Regions from separate parts of the Sus scrofa genome. Here all the other regions are linked to region 1. Evidence: chromatin contacts called from public HiChIP or PLAC-seq and promoter capture Hi-C data. All regions are on one chromosome and are shown on one strand. Each heading gives the region's core, a stretch centred on a gene start, on an enhancer-like site or on the middle of the called end of the contact. The rest is flanking DNA. Distances are from core to core; before and after follow the strand shown.

Region 1 (3,748 bases), core at 326-2,825:
CGCGTCCTCCATCACCATGTAACACATCGCCTTCTCCTATGCCTGTATTTGCCTCTTGAGAAAACCTTTTGGCTCCTGTCTGCAGGGAGGGAGGGAAAAGTGGCGCCTCCAAAGAGGTTGAGGGCTGCTGCTGCTGCTGGGGGCCACCTGAGTCCTCTGAGTTGCTGCGATCTGGCTGGAGGGTTGCCGCATTCACCTAAAAATAAGGAATCTGGAAGGGCCTTGGTTCAATCCAACTCACCATCAAGAGCAATCTTGCCCCTTCCACCTGTGATCGGGGCTTAGATGGCCCCTGGCATTGCGGCTTTTTCAAGGAACCTAGGTAAATAATTCAGGATTTGTGGGCCAAGAGGAAAACCGGCGAGGATATCATGTAAGTAGATATGTAACAAGAGAGAAAACAAACTTTCACAATGTTTTATTGATGGAATCCAAACTAGAATAGTAATTGAGTGGGTTTTTTTTTCTTTTTTTTTTGCAGTACACACCCACTAATGAGAGAAAGGTGTTCCTTTTTGAAAGGGATAATATTTCTAATTGGAGTCCAAAGGTATTGTCGTCATTATCATCGATACACACATGTTCAAGAGTAAAACAATGTTTAGCGCTCTGGTACAAACAGGCAGCATGCGTTTGCAGACCCCCTGCAGTTGGGCACCAGTGATCTGCAACGGGTTTTGGGTTATTCCAGGTTGGGGGTCGCTCCTGGCTGCAAGGCGCCTCCATCGCCACTTTCCGCACCCTCCCTCTGTGCCCAGTTAATCCGGTTCATTGACTCGCCCCCGCGAAGCAGGACAGAAAAGTCAAGATTAGGGTCCCGCAGCTCTCCCTTGGAGCCAGGCCACCCAGGGTTTCTCATCCTATCGCCTTGGTGTTAGCATCCCCCGCCTGGCAGCACTCGCAGGAACTTTCTCCAAGCCTGCTCCCCCTCCCTCTCCCGCTCCGCCGGCTTCTCCTCCCGCCCCGCCTCCTCCCTTCCCGCTCCAGCTCCTCCTCCCCCGCCCCTCTCCCTTCAGCTCCTCCTCCGGCAGCTCCACCTCCGGGTTCCGCCGCTGCCCTTTCCCACCCCACCTCCTCCTCAAGCCCCTCCTCCCTCAGCTCGGTCCCCTCCAGCTCCTCCTACCGGAACCGCGGCTGTGCTTTCCCGCTCCTCCGCCCTCGGCTCCTCCTCCGAGCCCCGCAACTGCGCTTTTCCGTTCTTCCCACCCCGTAGCCCCTCCTTCCTCCGTCCGGGGCCCTCCAGCTCCGCCTCCGGTTCCGCGGCTGCGCGTTCCTTTTCTTCTCGCCCCTCCTCCCGCAGCTCTGCCCCCTCCAGCTCCTCCTCCGGAGCCCGCGGCTGCGCTTTCGCGTTCTTCCCACCCCGCAGCCCCTCCTTCCTCCGTCCGGGGCCCTCCAGCTCCGCCTCCGGATTCCGCGACTGCGCGTTCCTTTTCTTCTCGCCCCTCCTCCCGCAGCTCCGCCTCCCTCCAGCTCCTCCTCCGAGACTTGCGGCTGCGCCTTGCGGTTCCTCGGGCTCCTCCTCCTCCTCCAGCCCCGTCTCTCCGGCTCCTCCTCCTGCCCGCTCCGCCCCCTCCAGCTCCTCTTAGCTCCGCTCCTGCTGGTGTCCTCCACTCGCGCTTTCCCGCTCTCGTCGGGGCCTCCCGTGCTTCTGCCGCCTGTGCCGCCCCGCGCCGCTTGTAGCCCCGCGCGCAACCATGCCCAACATCGTGCTCTTCAGCGGCAGCTCGCACCAGGACCTGTCCCAGCGCGTGGCCGACCGGCTCGGCCTGGAGCTGGGCAAGGTGGTCACCAAGAAGTTCAGCAACCAGGAGACCAGGTGGGGGCCGAGCCGGGGAGGGCGCTGGGCTTGCGGTTGCGGGGCCGGGCCGGGGCCGGCGCCCGCCCGGGACCCCCTCCGCGGCCGCCCGCTCCCCTTCCGGGGCGGGACGGCCACTATGCGGCCTCCGCGCCACCGCCGCGGCGTCCGGGAGAAGCCGAGGAGGGCGGCCCCAGCCCGGAAGAGCGACCTCGGGGCGGTCACAGGGTGTCGGGAAGAGGTGGGTGCAGCCGGCGGGAACCGCGTCGGTGCGGGGCACGCGGGGAGGGACGCCCCTGGGCGTGCTCGACCCGGGGTCCGGGTTCCTGCTGGGCAGATCCTAAGCCCCGGGCGGGCTCTGTCGGGAGCGTCCCGCCCACGTCCCCGGCCCCAGCAGCGCGCTGGATTCGCCGCGGACGGTTGAAAATGCCGCTTCCCTGCCATGCCCCAGAGATTCTGATCCGAGTCTGGGGGCGTTTTAAAAGCTCACAGGTGACAGAGTTGGGCGTCCAGGGTGCTGGTGTCTGAGTTATCCAGGTTGTGGTCCTGCATAGTGTTTAGAGCCTGGGAACTCGCGGGCGCACGTGCTGGGATCCCCTGTGCTGTTAACTTTTCTGCCTCAGAGTTGATGGACTTTTTTCAGCTTCGTCGTCGTCCTGGGTCTCTGCTGTGTCCGGCAGCAAGGCCATGATGGCTTGAGGGTAACTGCTGCCTCTGTCTCAGGTCCACAAGAAGTAGTCTGTTCTGTTCAGTGAGGTCAGGCCGGTGGCCCCCTCAGATATCTTTGGCAAAGATCCAGTTCAGCCAGCCTTTTCAACAAGTGGTGCTGGCACAGTTGTTGCAGCTGCCAAATAAAACCAAACACAGACACCCCCCCCCAAACAAACCATCCCCCAAACAAAAATAAAAACAACTGCATCCGTACTTCCCACCATTTCAAAGATGAACTTGAAAATGGATCACGGGCCTAAATGAAAAACCTAAAACTAGAAACTTCTCGGAGGAAACAGGGGAGACAATTGAATGATCTTGAATTAGGCCAAGATGGCTTAGATACGGAGGAGAGATGTTACTCCATGTCCAGAAGCTGGAGTTGGCTGTTGAGTCAGCTCTCGGGGATATGGGAAGCCCTTCTTCCAGGTGGAAAATGCCTGGTATGCTGCCCTGACGGTAATGGAAGTGAAGAAACATTTGCGAATGGGTGTCTGATGGTACTAATGCAGGAGTCATTCAGCTAAAGAATGCCGCTTGGCATCCAGAGGTCTTGGAGGATGCCTAGGGCTCTGGAGAAGGATCGTCGATCTAGGTTTGAATGCGGCAGCATTTTGCCAGTCCCATGCACGTTGCAGGAGCTTTCAGAAGAGTGTGATAATGGGTGGTGGCCTGTAAGTCAAGGAGAAATTACTTGCTTTTGCCTGTTTTAGAACAGCCTCTTGATAATTGGAAATCAAGAGATTTCAGAAACCACTCAGCATGAAGTCCGGGCATTGCTTACGGAGTTACCTTCTATGCTTTTACATATGTTTGATGTTTTTACGATCTAGACTTTTAAAAGGTTAATTTCCTGACTGTTCTCTTTTCCACGAACTGTCTAGGTCCAGAGGTTGATTTTTACAAACAGGCCTTCCTGTGTCAGGTACGGTGCTAGGGATCCAGTTTTTACCAAGGTGGTCCTAGAGATGAGACGCAGACGGGCAAAAGGCTGAGAGCATTGATGCAATTTCTGTCCAGGGGCCCCTTCCTGACTCGATCCCTCAGCCAGGACCAGAAATCTGGTCTGCTGTCTGCTGGTGCTCACTGGCCCCATTCCTCATTTATAAGACACTGTCTGATTGGACACACAGTCTCCATGATTTCACCTTCTCATCTCTAAATCCTGTCAGCTCTGCAGGAGGATGTCGTCCCAGCTTTACCATAGACCCGTGAAATCCCACAGCGACATCCTAGGACAGC
Region 2 (3,748 bases), core at 716-3,215, 990 kb before region 1:
GTGGCTCAGAGGTTAACAAATCTGACTAGGAACCATGAGGTTGTGGGTTTGATCCCTGGCCTTGCTCAGTGGGTTAAGGATCCGGCATTGCCGTGAGCTGTGGTGTAGGTTGCAGACTCGGCTCGGATCTGGCGTTGCTGTGGCTCTGGGGTAGGCCGGCGGCTACGGCTCCGATTAGACCCCTAGCCTGGGAACCTCTATATGCCCTGGGAGCGGCCCTAGAAAAGGCAAAACGACACACACACACACACACACAAAATCCCACCTTGACAAACCACAACCGGAAGAGGAATCATGGCTCCGGTTCTGGCAGAGTCTGTATTATCCCAGACTCAGGTCTTCCATGTCTTCTCCTAACCTGTCCCTCCTCTGACAGCCCTTATTCTGGCCAATGGACCTGGCCAGAGGAATTCCTCCTTTCCTTTCCACCTTCGTATCCAATGCATCACTGAGTTTTGTGGATTCTATTTCATAAATCTGTAATCTAGTCAATCAATCGATCAGTTAGTCAATCTTCACTGTGTGCCAGGAGCATGCACTGATGAACTGGGTGAGAGTTCCTCCAGCCCTGCCTTCCCAAGCATCAAGGAGCTGGGCATCTTAAGGAGGGCATTTTGCAAATGAAAAGCCCTCCTCCTGCAGAGCAGTAACTGCAAGGAATGGATAAGTGGAGAGCAGTGAGGGAATCCTGGAGGGGTCTATCTCGTGGCTGTGTCCAAACTGAAGTGTGAAGGATGTGTACCAGGAACCCAGTGAAGGCGGAAGCAAGTGCACATTTCTGGAAGCAGGAACGGAGCCCAGAGTGTGGAGACCTGGCAGTTCACTAGGACCTCAGAGCTGGTCTCCAGTGGGTCCCAATGCACCAACTACATTGCCTTAAGACTGCCCATTCCTCAAAGGAAAACACACCCAGCACCGTCTTTCGTGTCTCTAGAGGTTTGCCCTTCAAGAAGGGTCTTCCAGGGACTTCCCTGGGGGCTTAGCAGCTAAGGATCCAGCTGTTGTCACTGCTGTGGCTCGGGTCACTGCTGTGAGGCAGGTTAGGGCTTGATCCCTGGCCCCAGAACTTACGCCAGCCTTGGCTGCGGGCCAAAAAAAAAAAAAGCGTCTCCCAGCGTTTGTCATTCCTTCATCCCATGTCGCCTGGGCATCCCTTCTGTGTAGGTACCCGCTAGGACAGGCCACACAATACCTCTCAACTGCAGGGAGTTTTCAGTGTATGGCAGAAGATGACCTTAACGGAACCTCACTGCACGTTCTGGGGGCTGAGACACCACGCTGGAAGCTGAGACTTAGGATGTTAAAGACCTGGTAAGGACTCATCAGCCTCGCCGCCCACTTCTCACCCGCTGTCACAGGAGGGCTCCAGGCCTGCCACCTGCTCCTCCTGGCCCAGAGGTGCCCCAGTGCTTTCTTCACCCTACAACCTTCCGCCCCCGCCCAAGACCGCTGCCCATCTAGACCCGACTCCGGCGCTACATCCTCCCCGCTTGGCCCTACTTGGCGGCGCGCGCTCCGCTTAGGTGGCCGACGCGGCGTGGCCAAGGAGCTCCCAGAGGGCGGCCGCCGGCCTCCCCACCGCCAGTGCCCCCTCATAGACGGGCTCTGTCCGGGCATCTCCCGTCCCGGGACCGAAGAGCGCGCGTCCGGCGCGATGACCCCGTGGGCGCGACCCCTTCCTAGGAAGGCTGGAGGGGCCGCTGGGCGGGCGGACCTGGGGCGCGGGCTCCCCACTCGCCGTCTACCCAGAGCCCGGCGGGAACTCGCAGAGGCGCGCCCGGTCGGGAGCGCGCGCGTCCGGCCGCTCCGAGGTCCGGCAGTGGCGCGGGGCGGGCAGAGGCGGGGCGGAGGGCGGGACGGCCGCAGCCTCCGCCAGTCCCCGCTCCGTCCCCACCACCCCCGCCACAGCGCGCCACCTCCCCGCCCCCACCCCCCTCCCCCACCGCGCGCGCTCCGCCCGCCCCGGAGCCTCGCCCTCCGCCACGATGAGCAAATGAGCGCGAGCGAGGGCATGAAATTTAAATTCCACTCAGGGGAGAAAGTGCTGTGCTTCGAGCCTGACCCCACCAAGGCGCGAGTGCTGTACGATGCCAAGGTGCCGCCGCGGAGGGACAGGGAGGACGCGCGGGACGGGGACCCCGGGACGGGAGGCGAACGCGGATGCGGGTGCGGATGGCGCCGCGGCGCGGGGGAAGTGGCGGGGCTGGGGCGCTCCCTGCTAGCGGCTCCTCGGCCTGCGCGGCGCCGCGCGGGCGGCAGGGGGCGCTCGCGGGGCACGGCGCTGGGGAGTCGGGGCTCGGGCGCTTCCGCTTCCGCCTGGTGCCGGTGGCGGTGTGGGCGCCATCGGAAACCTCGCACTTCCGGTGTCCAGAGGCTGTGGCAGGGGCCGCGGCCCCCGTTTGCCCACGCGAGGGCCGCTGTGGGCCGCGCAGCCGGGAGACCGCTCGCACACAGTCTCTGCCTTCGGGTTAAATTTCCCCTTAGGCTGCGCGGTGTAGCGCCCCACGGGCTCCCGTCCCACGCCCTGACCCCCCCCCCCGCCCCGTATCCAAGCGCCACCGCGATGGCCCCCTTCTGGCGACGTCGTTGCCCTGGGACCCAGGCGTATCTGGGCCTGGTCCCTCCCTTAGGCCTTGACCCCTCACCCCGAGGGCAAGGTTGATCCGGTGTCTTCGTCCTTCAGGGCCTTGCGACATTTACATTTTCAGTCTCCGTGTCGCGCCCCGTGCCACTCCACCTAAATCTCGGGGGCTTGGGGGGAAATTGAGCCACATCTGCAGCTCCTCAGGTCTGGATGGCGAGGGGGAGTGGGCCTCGCAGTCTGGGGGTGGGGTCCGGCCCTGGGCCCCGGGCCCCAGGTCCCAGGCCCCAGGTGTGTCTGGGCGGCGCTGCCCTGGAGAGGACATCCCAGGCCTTTCGGGCTCCGCCCCCCGCTGCCCCCGTCTCCGTTAGCTGTGCCTCCTCCCTCCCCGCCTGGAGTCTCCTTAAGGGTGACACGCCCCATCATTCGCCCCAGACGTTCCCCCTGGGGACATCGCTGGGAGGGATGGCCTAATCCGCCAGCCGAACTGGCCCTGGACGCAGCGGAGCCCAGCAGACTACAACTCCCAGAGGTCTCACGGCTGCAGCTCGCTGGTCTGGCCTGGACTCTGGTTAGTGACACATTGGCCGGCCAATGCCTTCAGAAGTGGCACCCTTTCTCACAGTCAGAGACCAATCAGGGGTTGGTTGGAGGGATGTTTCCTATTTTGAGGCATCCACTCAGGAAAAAAAATGGAATTGAAAGGAAAAATGTTTCAGCCCCGCTCTCTGTCTAAAAAAGGAGAGAATGCTTTCTTTTCTTTTAAAAAAAGGTCGATGATCTAGTTTTCCTGATCCAGCTTCCAATATTCTGTATGTTCTGTCGTTTGTGGACAACATTTCCTGGTTTCAGATTGTCGATGTTATTGTTGGGAAAGACGAAAAAGGCAGAAAGATCCCAGAATATCTGATCCATTTTAATGGTTGGAACAGGAGGTGAGTGTACTTGTTAAACCGGACGGAAAGTTGATAATCTCTGCACAGGCACATTGCAAACGTCTTTGTTAAGTTTTAGAAACACTTCATTTCCTGTTGTTGTTGTTTTTTAATCAAACCTTGCCTCCTTGGAAGAATGATGACTTCTAAATCGATTGTATTTTTATTCTCTTTGGGTCATTGTGGAAACCCCGGTTGCTTCTGTGTCTGAATGAGTTCCTTTTTCAGTTTA
Region 3 (3,748 bases), core at 875-3,374, 860 kb after region 1:
TGTGGAGGGCGGGGGGAGTGGGGTATGGTACAGTCTTTAAATGTGAAGCTGTCTAATGGAAAAGGGATCGGACTAGGGATGGCAAATGGGTCTTGTGAGCTCATTCTAAGGAAATGGTGTGAGAGAGTCTGAGAAGACCCCTAGGGTGGTCAGCGGGAAGGAGGGCTGTGATCAATGATCGGCGAATGCTGTGGGTTTGGGAGAGGGCAGTGCCTATGTGAGTGCCAACTATTTGCTAGCTGTGAACTAGACAGACTTACTCCAAACTGTTCCAGAGGCCAAGCCTAGGACTGCTCCTCGCAGGTTACATGGAAAATTAGGTGGGTCCATATAATGGAGAACTTGGCAACAACTAAAGAACTTTGAGGCTGCCTGGTGAGAGGACTCCCCTTCCCCCACCCTCTTCACTGGAAGCGAGTAAGGGGAGGCTGAAAGGCCACTAGTGCCAGAGTGGGAGGATGAGCTCCATGAACTTAGAAGTCCCCTCCAAGACAACTTGGACTCCAGTCCCAAAACCATCCGTTTGTCCAGCAAACCTCTTTATATCCCCTATAGAAGAACTTCTAGAAAACCGCTCTGTGCTCCCAACAGCACTGGCTTCAGTCATTCTGTAGCCTTGGGGCTGCAAGAGTAACCTAGTGTGGCACAGGACGTGTCTCCTGCAATAAGCAGGATGGACAGTATTGACAATTCCTTAATAGGACATTTTCTATTAAAATTAGAAGCAATTCCTCTACCTCCAAGTGAGATGATGCTGGCTTTTAGATATTGAATCTAACTCTATGTAATCTGAGGACCAAAAGTGGGGGTAACAGGGTATTGAGGCACAGATGTGTTTTTATTTAACAGTATCTGCAACATGAACACCTTTGAACATGTTTCATCATTTCACTATTCTGCTCAAAAGCCTTAATGCTTCTCATCTACAAGATCAAGTACCAATATTTAAAACCTAGTCCTATGTTGCTGTGCATGGCTTTGCTCAATCTCACTTCCCTACATCGGCTAGAGTGGACTGGGCTACTTATTTTTTTTCTCCCCAGCTGTGATTGTGTCCACTCCAGTTAAGTTTCCTGGCCTGGCATACTCTCCCTGATTCCATGTGTAAACCTTACCCATCTTTTTAAGTCCAATCAAATCCCTCCTCAAATTATTTCCCAACACCAACCTACACACTCCCTACCTCCTGTTGAAGTCCTCTCACGCTTGATGTTTCTTACATTTTCTAAGCCTCGAATGACTAGGGGTCAAAATTCATTGTACTTATCACTGCTGTTCACACAGCCAGCACTGGCCCAATTCTGTCTTCGTAGGACTTAAATACCTCATACCCACTGGATGGGGCTCTGGAGTCAAGCAAGTTTCGTCTGCTCTTGAGAGTATCACGATTTTTTTTTTAAATTCTTTTGAGAATTTTCCCCTTCCTCCCATGCTTTCTGCCCACCATCCAAATCCTACCTAGCAAAGCCCTGATGAAGTCTTAAAATGTATCTTAGCCAATTCTCAGGCTTTAATGTTATTATTGCTTCTAGAGAGACTGGTTCCTTTTCTAATTAGATTTAAACATCGTAGGAACACAGTTCACCTATCTTCCTCACCGCACGCTCGGTTTTCCATGGGGGGCGATTATGCCTCCCAGGGAAGACCTGGCAATGTGGGGAGACATTCATGATTGTCACAACGGGGGGGGGGGCCGAGTGCTACTGACATGTAATGGATAAAAACCAGGGATGCTGGTCAACATCCTATAGTACACAGGACAGCCTCACAAGAAAACATTTTCCGGCTCCAAACGCCAGTAGTGCCGCGGTTAACAAAACCGGGGTTACCTGAGTGGCCTAGTGAAAAAACAGAACAAGCAAAGCCCCAGAGTCCGCGCACGTTTGCCTGTTAAAGTGTGCACTGGCCGGGCGGGTTGGGCCCAGGGCAGAAGGGAGAGACTAGGTCAACAGCCGGGTCACGCGGGGCACAGGACGTCCCTAGAATCCCGGAGCCGCCCACTCACTCCGTCCCCTACCTGCGGCGAGACGCCGGCAACGGAAACGCCCAGTCAGTCCCCGCGGCAGAGACCCGCGCCCCACAGCTGCAGTGGGGACTCCCGAAGCTACCCTCGCGAGATTCCACAGCTGCGCTCCTGCGACACGTAGGCGGAGCTTCCGGCGGGAGTGCTGCGCAGCCCGGCGCGTGCGCTGTAGCGCTCTAGATAGGGCGGCTGGGCTCAGAGGACTTCGGGGAGGGGTGGGCTCAGCTCTGAGCTCCGCGAACGCCGCCCGGCTTGTTTCCTTGCGCCGCGCCTCCTCTCTTCCGGTCTCCGCCTCCTCTCTGGCCGTGAGAGTTGCGCGTGGGTCACAGCCCCGCCCACCCATCAGAACCGCAGAGAAAGCAAGTGGCCGTTTCTGCCCCGGTTCCTGGTTCGGAGCGCGAGGCAGTGTTCGGCTCTCTTGTTCCTCCGGATCCGTTGGGACAGAGGCGGGGCTCCGAGGGCAGGGATTCTGCTGGGCTAGGTCTTGAACTCGTGCCACGGAGGGTTGGGACGGGCTCGGGAGGAAGCCGACACCTGATGGCTCAGGTAGATACACCAGCCGCTTCCTGGAGGCGGGCCAAAGTGAAGGCTTTGTTTCGGTTAAAGCGTCTCTGGGCTTACTTTGAGGCCACCGGTCTGTCTTCAGTAATTCAGGTCCCCTCTGCCTGAGAGATAACCCGTAACCATTTTCTCTTACAGTCCACCATGCCCCCCAAATCTGACGTGTTGAGTCAAGATGAACTTCGCAAAAAGCTGTACCAGACATTTAAGGATCGGGGTATACTGGACACACTCAAGGTATCAGTTTTAGGCGTATCTGTTGTATAACTTTTACAAGTGTAACCTGTAACCTGTATACTTAAATACATTCATGTCTTGAGTTTTAAAAATAGTGTGATGTACAGAATGTACTGGTGAGTTACATTATTCTGTCCTGTGTAACACTTTTGTCTTAGAACAGTAAACACACTTCAGTAAAGTGAGGTTTGTTTTCAAAAGTCTGGAGTACAGGTTGCTGAATTCACAAGTGGTTTTATAATACTCGTATTCGAATGGAGAGTATTGTCACTATATAGAAAACTTAAGGGACTGTTTACTGTAGAAAGATAAATTTCTTTTTAAAAATATATTGAAAGGTAGGAGTTCCTGTCGTGGCACAGTGGTAAACGAATCTGACTAGGAACCCTGCGGTTGCGGGTTCGATCCCTGGCCTTGCTCAGTGGGTTAAGGATCCAGTGTTGCTGTGAGCTGTGGTGTAGGTTCCAGACATGGCTCGGATCCCGCGTTGCTATGGCTCTGGCGTAGGCCGGAGGCTACAGCTCCTATTAGACCCCTAGCCTGGGAGTCTCCATATGCACGGGAGTGGGCCCAGAAAAAGGCAAAAAGACAAAAAAAAAGTACATGTGTGTATGTATATATATGTATATATGTATATGTATGTATATGTATATATATATAGAAAGGTGTATATATATATAGAAAGGTGTGTGTGTATATATACATAGAAAGGTATGTATATAGATATATAGAAAGGTGTGTATATATATATATATATATATATTTGAGCAGCAAATATTTCTTTTTTTTTTTTTGTCTTTTTGTTGTTGTTGTTGTTGTTGCTATTTCTTGGGCCGCTCCCGCGGCATATGGAGGTTCCCAGGGTTGAATCAGAGCTACAGCTGCTGGTCTACACCACAGCCACAGCAACACCAGATCCAAACCGCA

The links. Promoter capture Hi-C pulls out the DNA fragments that hold promoters and counts their contacts. HiChIP or PLAC-seq counts read pairs in DNA pulled down with a chosen protein or histone mark.
Region 2: a contact with region 1 is called in a promoter capture Hi-C map of liver, with 18 times the contacts expected there. The contact joins the promoter of MSL3 here to the promoter of PRPS2 in region 1. A contact is called at or near these places in 2 of 5 promoter capture datasets (fetal liver and liver) and 1 of 47 Hi-C or Micro-C datasets (heart right ventricle).
Region 3: a contact with region 1 is called in an H3K27ac HiChIP or PLAC-seq map of skeletal muscle, with 7 times the contacts expected there. The contact joins the promoter of TRAPPC2 here to the promoter of PRPS2 in region 1. A contact is called at or near these places in 1 of 5 promoter capture datasets (liver) and 1 of 2 datasets of contacts at active chromatin or transcription factors (skeletal muscle).

The regions. Positions count from the first base shown.
Region 1 is chrX:9,503,459-9,507,206 of Sscrofa11.1, forward strand. It overlaps PRPS2 (phosphoribosyl pyrophosphate synthetase 2), which reads left to right and starts at 1,576. Exons shown (of 7, transcript NM_001243801.1): 1 at 1,576-1,816. The coding sequence starts at 1,695. It overlaps LOC110257839 (histone transcription regulator 3 homolog), which reads right to left and starts at 1,696. Exons shown (of 4, transcript XM_021080605.1): 1 at 1,618-1,696; 2 at 1,124-1,581; 3 at 1-196. The coding sequence starts at 1,696.
Region 2 is chrX:8,517,434-8,521,181 of Sscrofa11.1, forward strand. MSL3 (male-specific lethal 3 homolog (Drosophila)) reads left to right here and starts at 1,966. Exons shown (of 13, transcript NM_001244081.1): 1 at 1,966-2,095; 2 at 3,434-3,516. The coding sequence starts at 1,994.
Region 3 is chrX:10,363,971-10,367,718 of Sscrofa11.1, forward strand. It overlaps TRAPPC2 (trafficking protein particle complex 2), which reads right to left and starts at 2,125. Exons shown (of 5, transcript NM_001244809.1): 1 at 2,018-2,125. OFD1 (oral-facial-digital syndrome 1 protein) reads left to right here. Exons shown (of 23, transcript XM_021079582.1): 2 at 2,723-2,821. The coding sequence starts at 2,729.